2 separate regions of the Callithrix jacchus genome follow, and region 2 is linked to region 1. A link is a contact called in public Hi-C data. All regions are on one chromosome and are shown on one strand. Each heading gives the region's core, a stretch centred on a gene start, on an enhancer-like site or on the middle of the called end of the contact. The rest is flanking DNA. Distances are from core to core; before and after follow the strand shown. Region 1 overlaps NUP210 (nucleoporin 210). Region 2 holds the start of NUP210 (nucleoporin 210).

Region 1 (5,420 bases), core at 1,620-4,119:
GCCTAACGTGCTGGGCAACGGGGCTGTTAGAAGGGGACAGGGAATCAGTATCCCCTCAACACCCAGCGCACGCCAGGCCCAGAGAGGGGCCCTGACTAGATCAACCTGCTGAGCTGCACAGTGGCCCTCATAGGCGGCAAGAGATCCCCTCCGGCTGTGTTTCCCAGGGCAGAAGGCTGAGGCTCGGGTGGGTAATGTTCCCTGACCAAGACCACAGCCAAAAAGCCAGGACTGGAATCCAAGTTTCTGACTCCCCTGCCCATGGTCATGGTTTTCAAAACACCAGAAACCACAGAGCTGGTCCAGAAGGCTCTGCCTCCAGGAGGGCAACTTGCTTGGCTCACAAAGGCATCAGGATGTAAAGATGTCTGCCTGAGTCACTGTGAGCTGAGCCCTGGACCACCACATCCCCAACATCCCCTCCGGCCTAGACCTGGACTCTAATGGCATAACGAGAGACCAGACAGTAAACTCCCCAACAAAGGACTTAGCATTATGAAGGAGTGAGAGAGGTACTTCCCCAGATCAGAAGCAAGTACAAGAACAGAGTGTCGATTCTGAGATATTCTGGCCAAAGACACAACATTCGGACCCTGGCCGTGAGGGAACAGCAGATGAACCCAAAACAAGGGCTGCTCTAAAGATAACTAGACTGTCCTCTTCACAAGCATCGTGGTGTCCAAAGTCAAAGCCCAGGAGACTTTCCCAGGCTGATAGAGACTAAGGGAAACAGAACACATGTGGCAGGTGACTCGGGGCTGCAATTTTTCTTTTTGCTGATAAGGATAAAACTGGGACAAGTAACCAAACTCAAGTGAGGTCTGAAGATGGTCAGCATCAATGTTCGTTTTCTAGCACCATGACTGCATGGTGGCTGTGCAGGACAATGTCCTTGATGGTTGTAAAGCACATGAAAATCATCAGGGTGACGGGACATGAGGCTGGCAATAGGCTCTCAGGTGAGTGAGGGAAATCACTTTTTGGACTGCATTGGCAGGTTTTCTACAGGCCTAAAGTTGCTGCAAAAAGAGACTCATTCAAAAGAGAAAAACATTCAAAAACAACTTTTAAAAAGGGACCATGCTTTTAAAAAATCACATAGCAAAACATGAGGAAAGCAGCACAGTTGCAAATACAAGCTCAGACCTGGGGCCTGCACCAGCACCAGCCAAGGACCCGTGTGGCTCTCCTCCTGCCCTGACCCACACGTGGCAGCACAGTGAGCCACTGACAGGAGACTAGAGCATCTCAAGAACTGAACCGCTCATTTTTTAACTACAAATAAATAGCCCTGGGGCCCATGACTCCCACGGCTGGTCTCTCCCATGGAGACAGTGAAGATCCACGGATCTGAGTTCAAACTCCAGCTCTGCCCTTCCTGAGCTCAGACAAGCAAATCGGCCTCTCCAAGTCTCAGCCTTTGGGAACACTCGATGGAGAGCACAGTTGTGTGCAAGCTCACATGGCAGCCAGGAGGATGACACAGGTCAAGACATTTAAGGCGTCCACCTCAAAACAAGTCTGGCTACACTGCCATATGGGGGACTTAACCCTGTTCCACCTAAGGCTGGCACACACAGCTGGCCCATGCGCCAGCCAAAACCTGGCTACCCTTTAACTAGCCTCCCAGAACTGCAGCCTGGGGCTACCCACACTTCCCCTGCACCCTGAGACAGCCATGTGTGTCTCATTTCTCCAGCTGGACGTCCCAAGCCTCTGACAACTTCCCACACGACACTCTCTGTGGGCTGCAGAAGCATCCAGGCTCCCGCACAATAGTATAAGTGAACCTTCCTCCTTAATCAGACACTTGGAATGTTGCAGGCATCCTGAGAATCTCCCAGGCTCCACACTGATTAAGATGAAAGCCCCTGGCCAGTGTGGACCTCACAGACATCCCGCTTCCCGCTTCCCTTCAAAGGGGGTCAGGCCTGACAGAGGCACCCCTTACCGCAGTGCATTGTGAGAGTCTGAGAACCTGTCCGCCTCGGAGTCCTTCACAATTGTCCACTCAAAGACCAGTCCGGCCAGGGTGCTGAAGGTGTTCCCTGTAAGAGCAGACGTGGGGGCAGATAGGCATGGAGTTAATTCCCCAGGGCTGAGGGAGGTGGGATAGGAGCTTCTGCCCCACACAGGAACGACACTCCACATCACCCACCACCAGGCAAGTGTCATGACCTGCATGTCAGGAGGGAAAACTGAGGCTGAAAGGAATGAAGACCTTCACAATCATGTGATCACTGGGGCAAGGCCAGGATTTGAACCCAGGGCTGTCAGGTGAAAGCTTGTGCTCTTCCTGCTGTGACTCCCTGCCTTTGACTGCAAGACCAGCTCAGTGCAGTGCTTAACACTGCTGCCCCACACGTCTGTGAGCATTCCAGAGTTTAGGAGGCTGCTCAGAAACCTGGGCCATTTGCTTCTGCTCACCACCTCCTGATAGTAAACTCCTCTCCCTCCCTGTGCAGGAGCAGGGATCCAGGGAGGAGGGGCATTACCCCAACTGTCTAGGGTCACACGACTCTTGTCTCTTTACGGGGGCCACATAGGTCCTTAGCCAGTGCTGGTGCAGGCTCCAGGTCTGAGCTTGTATTCACAACTGTGCTGCTTTCCTCATGATCTGCTACGTGATTTTTTAAAAGCACGGTCCCTTTTTAAAAGTGGAGGGCCAGGCCTAGCCAGCCTTAGCTCTAATGTCCTGGCTTGCTGCCTGGAAGCCTTCTGACCTGTCCTTTCCAATCAAGAAACAGATGCCACTTGGAAACCTAGTTCTTACCTTCCCTTGAAAGGCTGAAGATCCTGCCACTTCGACCTCATTCCCTGAGGGCCAGAAGCTGCTCGCCCTCTCTAGAAGGGGCCATGCCACACTATCTGCCAGCCCCTGATACCCCACACTATCTGCCAGCCCCTGATACCCCACACCTGTTCCACATCCCTCATCCACATTCCCTTTCTAACCAGCTCCCAATACAGGGTATCTGGGGGACAAGAAATGCTGTTTCTACAGTGCAAAGTGCAAGGTATTTAGAGTTGGACAGGCTTGGGGTCCTGCTTCTCTTCACCCCTATCCCTGGCCCCATGAAGTCTCAAGTCTCACATGAAACATTGCTTAGTGACATGTCTACAGTTCACAACAGCCCGCTTATGGATGGAGGTGGGGAAGGGCCTGCTGAGGAGTAAGGAGGCAGGGAAAGCTCTCAAGAAACTTCTGCCCAAAGTTTTGCTTTTTCCACCCAAAAAAAAGCTGTCAGTACTACTATGTGCAACAGACAGAGCCCTTGACTTTGAAGCCTCACAGCCAAGTTTAGATAGTAACCATGAAAGCCAGCAGTCCGGTTTCCAGATGATCTACCTCCCCTGTCCTGCAGGATGGCTGCAGGAAAATGTTAAGCAATTCAACTTAACAAACATTTACCTGATGCCAGCTGGGCAAAGTCCAGTGTCAGACACAAAAGGGTCCAGAAGAATGAACTGATCTCAGTCCTCCAAGCGCTGACCTCAAAAAGCCACAGTAGAAAATGTCTGGCACCCCAGGGTCAGTGAAGGGGCCACTCAAAAGCTGAGGGAAAGTGAAGGGAGGAACAAGTCCCACCTTGGGCAGCCAAGGAGGACTTCCTGGAGGAGAGCACACCTGAGAGGCAATGCCAGAGGAAGCATGGCTTCTGAAAGCAGAGTTCAGGAGGGGAAGGTGCTTCAGGCAGAAGAGACAGCATAAGGAAAGGTGAGGCAGGGCATCTTTGGAGACCCTGAGCTAGTCCAGTTCTGCTCATGCAAGAGGCATGAGTGGCCCAGGAAATAGCTGTGAGAACACTGACTGGAGGCAGGCACTCTACAGGCAGCTTCTGGCCAAAAAGGCAGATCCCAGCCACTTGGGAGGGCCCCCAATGCCCAGGAAAATGCAGCAGCAGGAGACAGCCCGTGCATCCAGGTGGAAAAGAGCTCAGGCAACAGTCAGGCATCCTGGATCCCAGCCCCTGCTTGGCCACCCATGAGCTGTGTGACTGTGGGCAAGTTACTGAGGCTGAACCTCAGCTTCCTTGTCTATACAGTGGGCATCAGACCATTTATAAGCACAATAAGACACTGTACTTACAAAGGGAACAAGACACTGCCTGGCATCTATGGGCAGCCAGGGTGCCACTGTTTGTTGAGCAATTATCTTTCTTGACATTCATCAATCTGATAAGGCACATCATTTCTGGGACTGACAGACACTCAAAGGTTCTAAAGGTCAAGTTCATCTTCACAGAGGAGACTTCTGACCATAAAAGAGTTTGCAGGCTCAGAAAAAAGGCAAAAGGGCCTGGCGCGATGGCTCACACCTGTAATCCCAACACTTTGGGAGGCCAGGGCAGGCAGATCACAAGGTCAGGCGATCAAGACCATCCTGGCCAACATGGTGAAACCTGTTTCTACTAAAAATGCAAAAATTAGCTAGCCATGGTGGCAGATGCCTGTAATCCCAACTATTAGGGAGGCTGAGGCAGGAGAATTGCTTGAACCTCGGAGGCAGAGGTTGCAGTGAGCCCAGATTGTGCCACTGCACTCCAGCCTGGTGACAGAGCAAGACTCACATCTCAAAAAAAAAGAAGAAAGAAAAAGAAAAAAGGCAAAAGAAATGATGAAGGTACTCATCAAAGTATGAGGACCCAGTAGAAAGCATGACACCCTCACAGTGGATGAGGACAAGGAAGGGAGTTAACCATTTCCTTGCTGCAAAGGTGGGGCTTTGACATGGGCTGTTGGTGAATGACTCAGTCTGTGGAGAATAGATGACGTCCTACTCTGGAACTGGCCGCAGGGGCCATCAACCCTTCAGGAGTGCAGGGAGTGTGAAAGGAAACCATCCAGGCCTCTGGGCACCCTCCTGGCATAACACTGACCTGGGAAGGCCTGGGCAGGCATCTCCCCAATCCCAACATCCCCACCACCTGCCTGGGGAGGACAGATGCACATTCAAGCAAAAAGTGACTTAAAGGGGGTTTAACTAGAACTACAAGGATGAACAATAGCAGGTTCTGACCAGGATGTGGAGATCACGGCACCTTCACACACTTCCCCCAGGAATCTGAAACACGGCAGCCACTTGCGAAACCTCCTGGCAGCTCCCAAACAGTTAAGCACAGTTATCCTATGCCCCGACAATTCCATTCCTACCCGAGACCGGAAAACCCATGTCTACATGTGAATGCTCACAGCAGCATTATTCATAACCGCCAAATGTGAAAACAACCTAAGAGTCCATCAATGGATGAGCAGAGAAACAAACACGGTTGACCCCTGCAATGGAATGTCATTCAGCCACAAAAAGAATGAAACACGGGCCAGGTGAAGTGGCTCGTGCTTGTAATCCCAGCACTTTGGGAGGCCTAGGTGGGTGGATCATTTGAGGTCAAGAGATCGAGACCAGCCTGGCCAACATG
Region 2 (5,420 bases), core at 2,010-4,509, 53 kb after region 1:
TACCCCATGACCCTGTGGGGCCCTCTGCCCTACAGAGGACTTACTTCTTTTAATTTCAAGACTCACTATAAAGCTATAGTAATGAAGACAGTGCAGTATCAGATAAGAACAGACAAATAAGCCAGGTGCAGTAGCTCACGCCTGTAATCCCAGCACTTTGGGAGGCTGAGGTGGGAGGATCACGAGGTCAAGAGATCGAGACCATTCTGGCCAACATGGTGAAACCCCATCTCTACTAAAATACAAAAAATTAGCGAGGCACGCTGGCGCGCTCCTGTAATCCCAGCTACTCAGGAGGCCAAGGACTCGGGAGACAGAGGTTTTAGTGAGCCGACATCACGTCACGGCACTCCCACTCCAGCCTGACGACAGAGCAAGACTCCTTCTCAAAAAAAAAAAAAAAAAAATTGGCTGGGTGTGGTGGCAGGCACCTGTAATCCCAGTTACTTGGGAGGCTGAGGCAGAAGAATCACTTGAACCTGGGAGGCAGAGGTTTCAGTGAGCCGAGATCAAGCCATTGCACTCCAGCCTGGGCAACAAGAGCAAAACTCCATCTCAAACAACAACAACAAAAACAGACAAATAGATCTACATAACAAATTAGAGTCGAACAATAGACCCTTACATACAGTCAAATGATTTTTGATAAGGAGGACAAGATGATTCAGTTGGGAAATGAAAGCTTTTCAAAGAGTGGTCCTACAACAACTAGATAACCAAATTCACACATAGCTGAGATCATGAATCTTCTATAAGAAAGCAAGGATACCTTAGTGAGCTCGAAGTAGGCACCAATTTCTTCTTTTTTTAATTTAATTAATTAATTGATTAATTTAGAGACAGAGTTTCATTCAGTCACCCAGGCCGGAGTGCAACGGTACAATCTTGGCTCACTGCAAACTTGGCCTCTCAGATTCAAGAGATTATCCTGCCTCAGCCTCCCAAGTAGCTGTGATTACAGGCGCACGCCACCATGCCCGGCTTATTTTTGTATTTTTAGTAGAGACGGGGTTTCCTCCATGCTGGGTAGGCTGGTCTCAACTCCTGACCTCAGGGTGGTCTGCCTGCCTCCCAAAATGCTGGGATTACAGGCCTGAGGCATAGTGCCTGGCCATCTTCTAAGTCACAAAACCATGTAAGAATAATTGGATAAAATGAACTTTACCAGTATTTAACATTTCTGCTCTTTTGAAAACACTGATAAGAGAATAAAAAGACAAACAGACTGGAGAAAATACTTACAAATAATACACCTGATAAAGGACTTATATTCAGAATAAACAAAGAACTCTCAAAACTCAATTTTAAAAATCGAATTTAAAAATGCACAACATGCCAGGTGCGTGACTAATGCTATAATCCCAGCACTTTGGGAGGCCAAGGCAGGAGGATTGCTTGAGCCCAGGAGTTGGAGACCAGTCTGGGCAACATGATGAGACCCTGTCTCTACCAAAATAAATAAATAGCCAGGTGCTAAGGTACGTGCCTGTATTCCTAGCTCCTTTTGAAGCTGAGGCAGGAAGTTCACTTGAGCCCAGGAGGTTGAGGTTATAGTGAGTCATGATCACACCACAGCATTCTAGATTGGGTGACAGAGGGGGAATCTGTCTCCAAAAAATTAAAATTAAAATAAAAAATTAAAAATGCACAACAGATTTGAGCAGATATTCACTATGAAGATTACATGGGTGACATGAAAAGATACTCAACATCATTAGTCAAAATAGAAATCCAAATGTAATTCCAGCACTTGGGGAGGTCAAGGCCGGCGGATTACCTGAGGTCAGAAGTTCCAGACCAGCCTGACCAACATAGTGAAATCCTGTCTCTACTAAAAATACAAAATTAGTTGGACATGGTGGCACATGGCTTTAATCCAGCTACTTGGGAGGCTGAGGCAGGAAAATCACTTGAACCTGGGAGGCAGAGGTTGCAGTGAGCTGAGATTGTACCATTGTACTCCAGCCTGGGCAACAAGAGTAGAACTCTGTCTCGCAAAAAAATAAAAAGAAAAAAAGAAATGCAAATTAAACTCACTGTGTGCTACTACTACATAACAATTAGGATGGCTAAAATGGAAAAACTCAGGGCGCAGTGGCTCATGCCTGTAATCCTAACCCTTTGGGAGGTGGAAGCAGGAGGATTGCTTAAGTCCATGAGTTCAAGACCTGCCTGGGCAGCATAGGGAGGCCCCATCTCTACAAAAAAAAATGTCCGGGTGAGGTGGCCCATGGCTGTAATCCCAGCACTTTGGGAGGCCGAGGCAGGTGGATCACGAGGTCAAGAGATCGAGACCATCCTGGTCAACATGGTGAAACCCCATCTCTACTAAAAATACAAAAAATTAGCTGGGCATGGTGGCACGTGCCTGTAATCCCAGCTACTCAGGAGGCTGAGGCAGGAGAATTGCCTGAACCCAGGAGGCGGAGGTTGCGGTGAGCCGAGATCACACCATTGCACTCCAGCCTGGGTAACGAGAGCGAAACTCCGTCTCAAAAAAAAAAAAATCAAAATTAAATAAAAATAAAAATAAGTAGCCAGGCAGTGGTGGTGTGGGCCTGTGGTCCCAGCCACTTGGGAGACTAAGGTGGGAGGACTGCTTGAGCCAGGGAGATTGGGGCCACAATGAGCCATGATCATGCCACTGCACTCCAGCCTGGGTAACAGAGCAAGACCCTATCTCAAAAAAAAAAAAAAAAAAAAAAAAAAGATTAAAAATGAACAGACACTTCATAAAAGATCTATGAATGGCCATTAAGTACATGAAACTCACAATCATTAGCCATCAGAGAAATGCAAAGTAATACCACCAAGAGACACCATTTCCTATCCATCAGCACCACCTCAAATGAAGAGTGACACCAAATGCCGCCAAGGTTGTGGAACAAGTGGAACGCTGCAGGTGTGAGTTTGATCTCGAAGTCCCGACCTCAAGTGATCCGCACACCTCGGCTTCCCACTGCGCCGGGTCAAGCAGGCGTGAGTTTTTGAAACGGTACAATTGCTCTGGAGAACTGTTTGGCAGTTTCCTATAAAGTTAAACAAATTCTAAGACTTAAGCAACTCCTAACTACTTACCCAAGTCAAATGATACGTTCACCAAAAAATATCGAGCACAAATAAATGTTCATTGTGAGGTAGGAGGCAGCCAGGACAGGACTCCAGAACAGCTTTAAGATTGGCGGAAACTGAGAAGAGGCGCTAAAAGCCCCACTCCATGACTCACGCCCACCACCGCCATGATAGTTTACCGTTGCCGTGGCAACACCCGGACGTTACTGCCCCTTGCCGAGGCAACACCGGAAGCTCCCGCCCACTTTCTAGCTAATTCTGAATGACTATCCTCTTAACTAACGTATCTTTCGCAGTGGACCTAAATACGCCTACAAAACTGCCCATAGGTTGCTACCCTCTGCACAGTTCCTGTGGGGGAGGTCTTGCTATGCTAGAACAGTCATTGGAGCTGTAGCAGTGCCGCCGCCGCCGCCTCAGCAAAGCTGTTTTCTTCTATCTCCTCCGGCTGGCTCTTCAAGTTTTACTGGGCAAGCCAAGAACCTGTCCTGCGTTAGTAGGGCAGGTTCGTAATAGCCCAGCTGGAAGTAACGCAAATATGCGTCAATAGGAGAATGCATAAATTGTGGTGTATTCATAAAATGAATACTAGTCAGCAACACAAAGGAGGAAACTACTGGTAAACTTGAAAGCATGAGAAAATCCCATAGGCATAACTGTGGTTTTGTTTTTTAAGAGACGGTCTTGCTCTGCCGCCCAGGCTGGAGTGTGCAGTGGTGAGATTATAGCTCACTGCAGCCTCAGACTCCTGGGCTCAAGCGATGGTCCCAGGAGCCTCGGCATCCCAAAGTACTGGGTTTACAGGCTCGCGCCACGATGCCCGGCCACTGTTGAATGCTGCACGCAAAGAGATTGAGGACTCTAAGATTCCATTATTTGAAGTTCAGTAACAGGCGAAACTAGCCGATCACATTAGAAGTAAGAGCAGTGGTGGCCTCTAGTGGGGAGGGAAATTCTTTGGAAAGAGACAATTTCTTCAGCGGAGGAAAGGTTCTGTATCTTGATTTGGAGCTTGAGGACGTACATATATACTTAAGACCTGCGTATTATACCTTCACTAAAATATAATTCTTTTGGATTTGAAATTTTGATAACTAAACACATTTGGACATGGACACACCCAATATGTCCCAATTTATTAGGCTCATCCTGTGTGCGGCTGTCATTGAATCCTCCCCGCACCTCCTTAAGTGGGTACTATTACTATTCACATTGTTTAGATGAGAAAACACAAATGCAAAATACCTGAGCCACACTTGCCCAAGGTTTGCAGGATGGGAAGGTGACTTATTCAGCTTCAGGGGTTTGTGCTTCTGATCCCAGTGTTACCTGTTCTGGGCCCTGGGCTGATTGCTGGGAGCCCTCACGGAGCCCACAAACCAAAGGAGAAGACGGTGTGTGAGGTGGTGATGACCACAGGCCGTGCCTAGTCCATGGGGGATGGATGGGGGAAGACCCTAACTCCACCTGGGAGGGTGAGGTGGGTGTGGGAGAAATTCTGTTATGGGAGTGAGATCAGGGCCACTGGGGGCAAGGGCAGGGTTCGCCCTACAACATGGTCTCATAACCGAGCAGCTTAGCTTCAAAATACATTTGAAAAACCTTTTTTCTCCCTTTCTCTAGTCTTGGCCTTGAAACATACTCTTTGTTTCTCTCCCTTCCCACCAGATACTCCCTGCACTGTACTGGGCTAGTTTATCTAACTATGGGCTTGCTTAGAAATTCCAGGGACTGATCTTGAAATAAACCAGGGGTGAAGACCCAGTTGCAGAATCCTCCCCATCTGGAGATGGCCTCAAGGCTGTTAATCTACAACCCAGACAGTGTAGAGATAGCCCCAGCCTGTGCTGCTCCAGGTGGACAATAACTCAAGGTAGCACAAGACACACAGACCCTATATCCCGCACATTCCTGCATGCTTCTCATACCAAGTTTCCCTTCTTAACTACCATACCCAGGCCAAAATATGAAATGGTCTTTTGCAGGCATGAGCCTGGCCATTTCCTAATTTCTGCATTTGATTATTAAAATCGCTTTCCTTTTACCCCATCTCACTTCTCGTATCTGGCTTCCAACCGGTGAGCAGAGACTTGCATTTGCTGACAGTCTGACCAATCACCTCACCTGCGTGAACCTTTCACAACTCCCCTTGGCCTTCTGCCACAGTACCTAGACCTGACTGCACCTTGGATCCACCTGGGGAGCATATTGAAAGTAAAGATTCCCAGGTCCCTGTGGGGAGAGTCTCATGAAGAGCAGTACTTAAGATTAGATTCTGAGAGAGTCATTCCACCTCTGTGTCCCACACCCCAGGTAAGGGGTTGCTCTGATGTCTTCCAGAAGTTAGG

What was found. A called contact is a pair of places that touch in the nucleus more often than the background predicts.
Region 2: a Hi-C map of induced pluripotent stem cells shows a contact between it and region 1, with 1.8 times the contacts expected there. The contact joins the promoter of NUP210 here to the enhancer-like site in region 1. A contact is called at or near these places in 2 of 3 Hi-C or Micro-C datasets (induced pluripotent stem cells and skeletal muscle).

What each region holds. Positions count from the first base shown.
Region 1 is chr15:70,508,917-70,514,336 of calJac240_pri, forward strand. NUP210 (nucleoporin 210) reads right to left here. Exons shown (of 41, transcript XM_078351692.1): 5 at 1,952-2,048. Among named protein-coding and RNA genes, the nearest start is that of NUP210, 54 kb to the right of the region's middle. Within about 2 kb of position 2,870, at least 2 of the 16 cell types and tissues checked have an H3K27ac peak or open chromatin away from gene starts, as enhancers often do.
Region 2 is chr15:70,561,935-70,567,354 of calJac240_pri, forward strand. NUP210 (nucleoporin 210) reads right to left here and starts at 3,260. Exons shown (of 41, transcript XM_078351692.1): 1 at 3,079-3,260.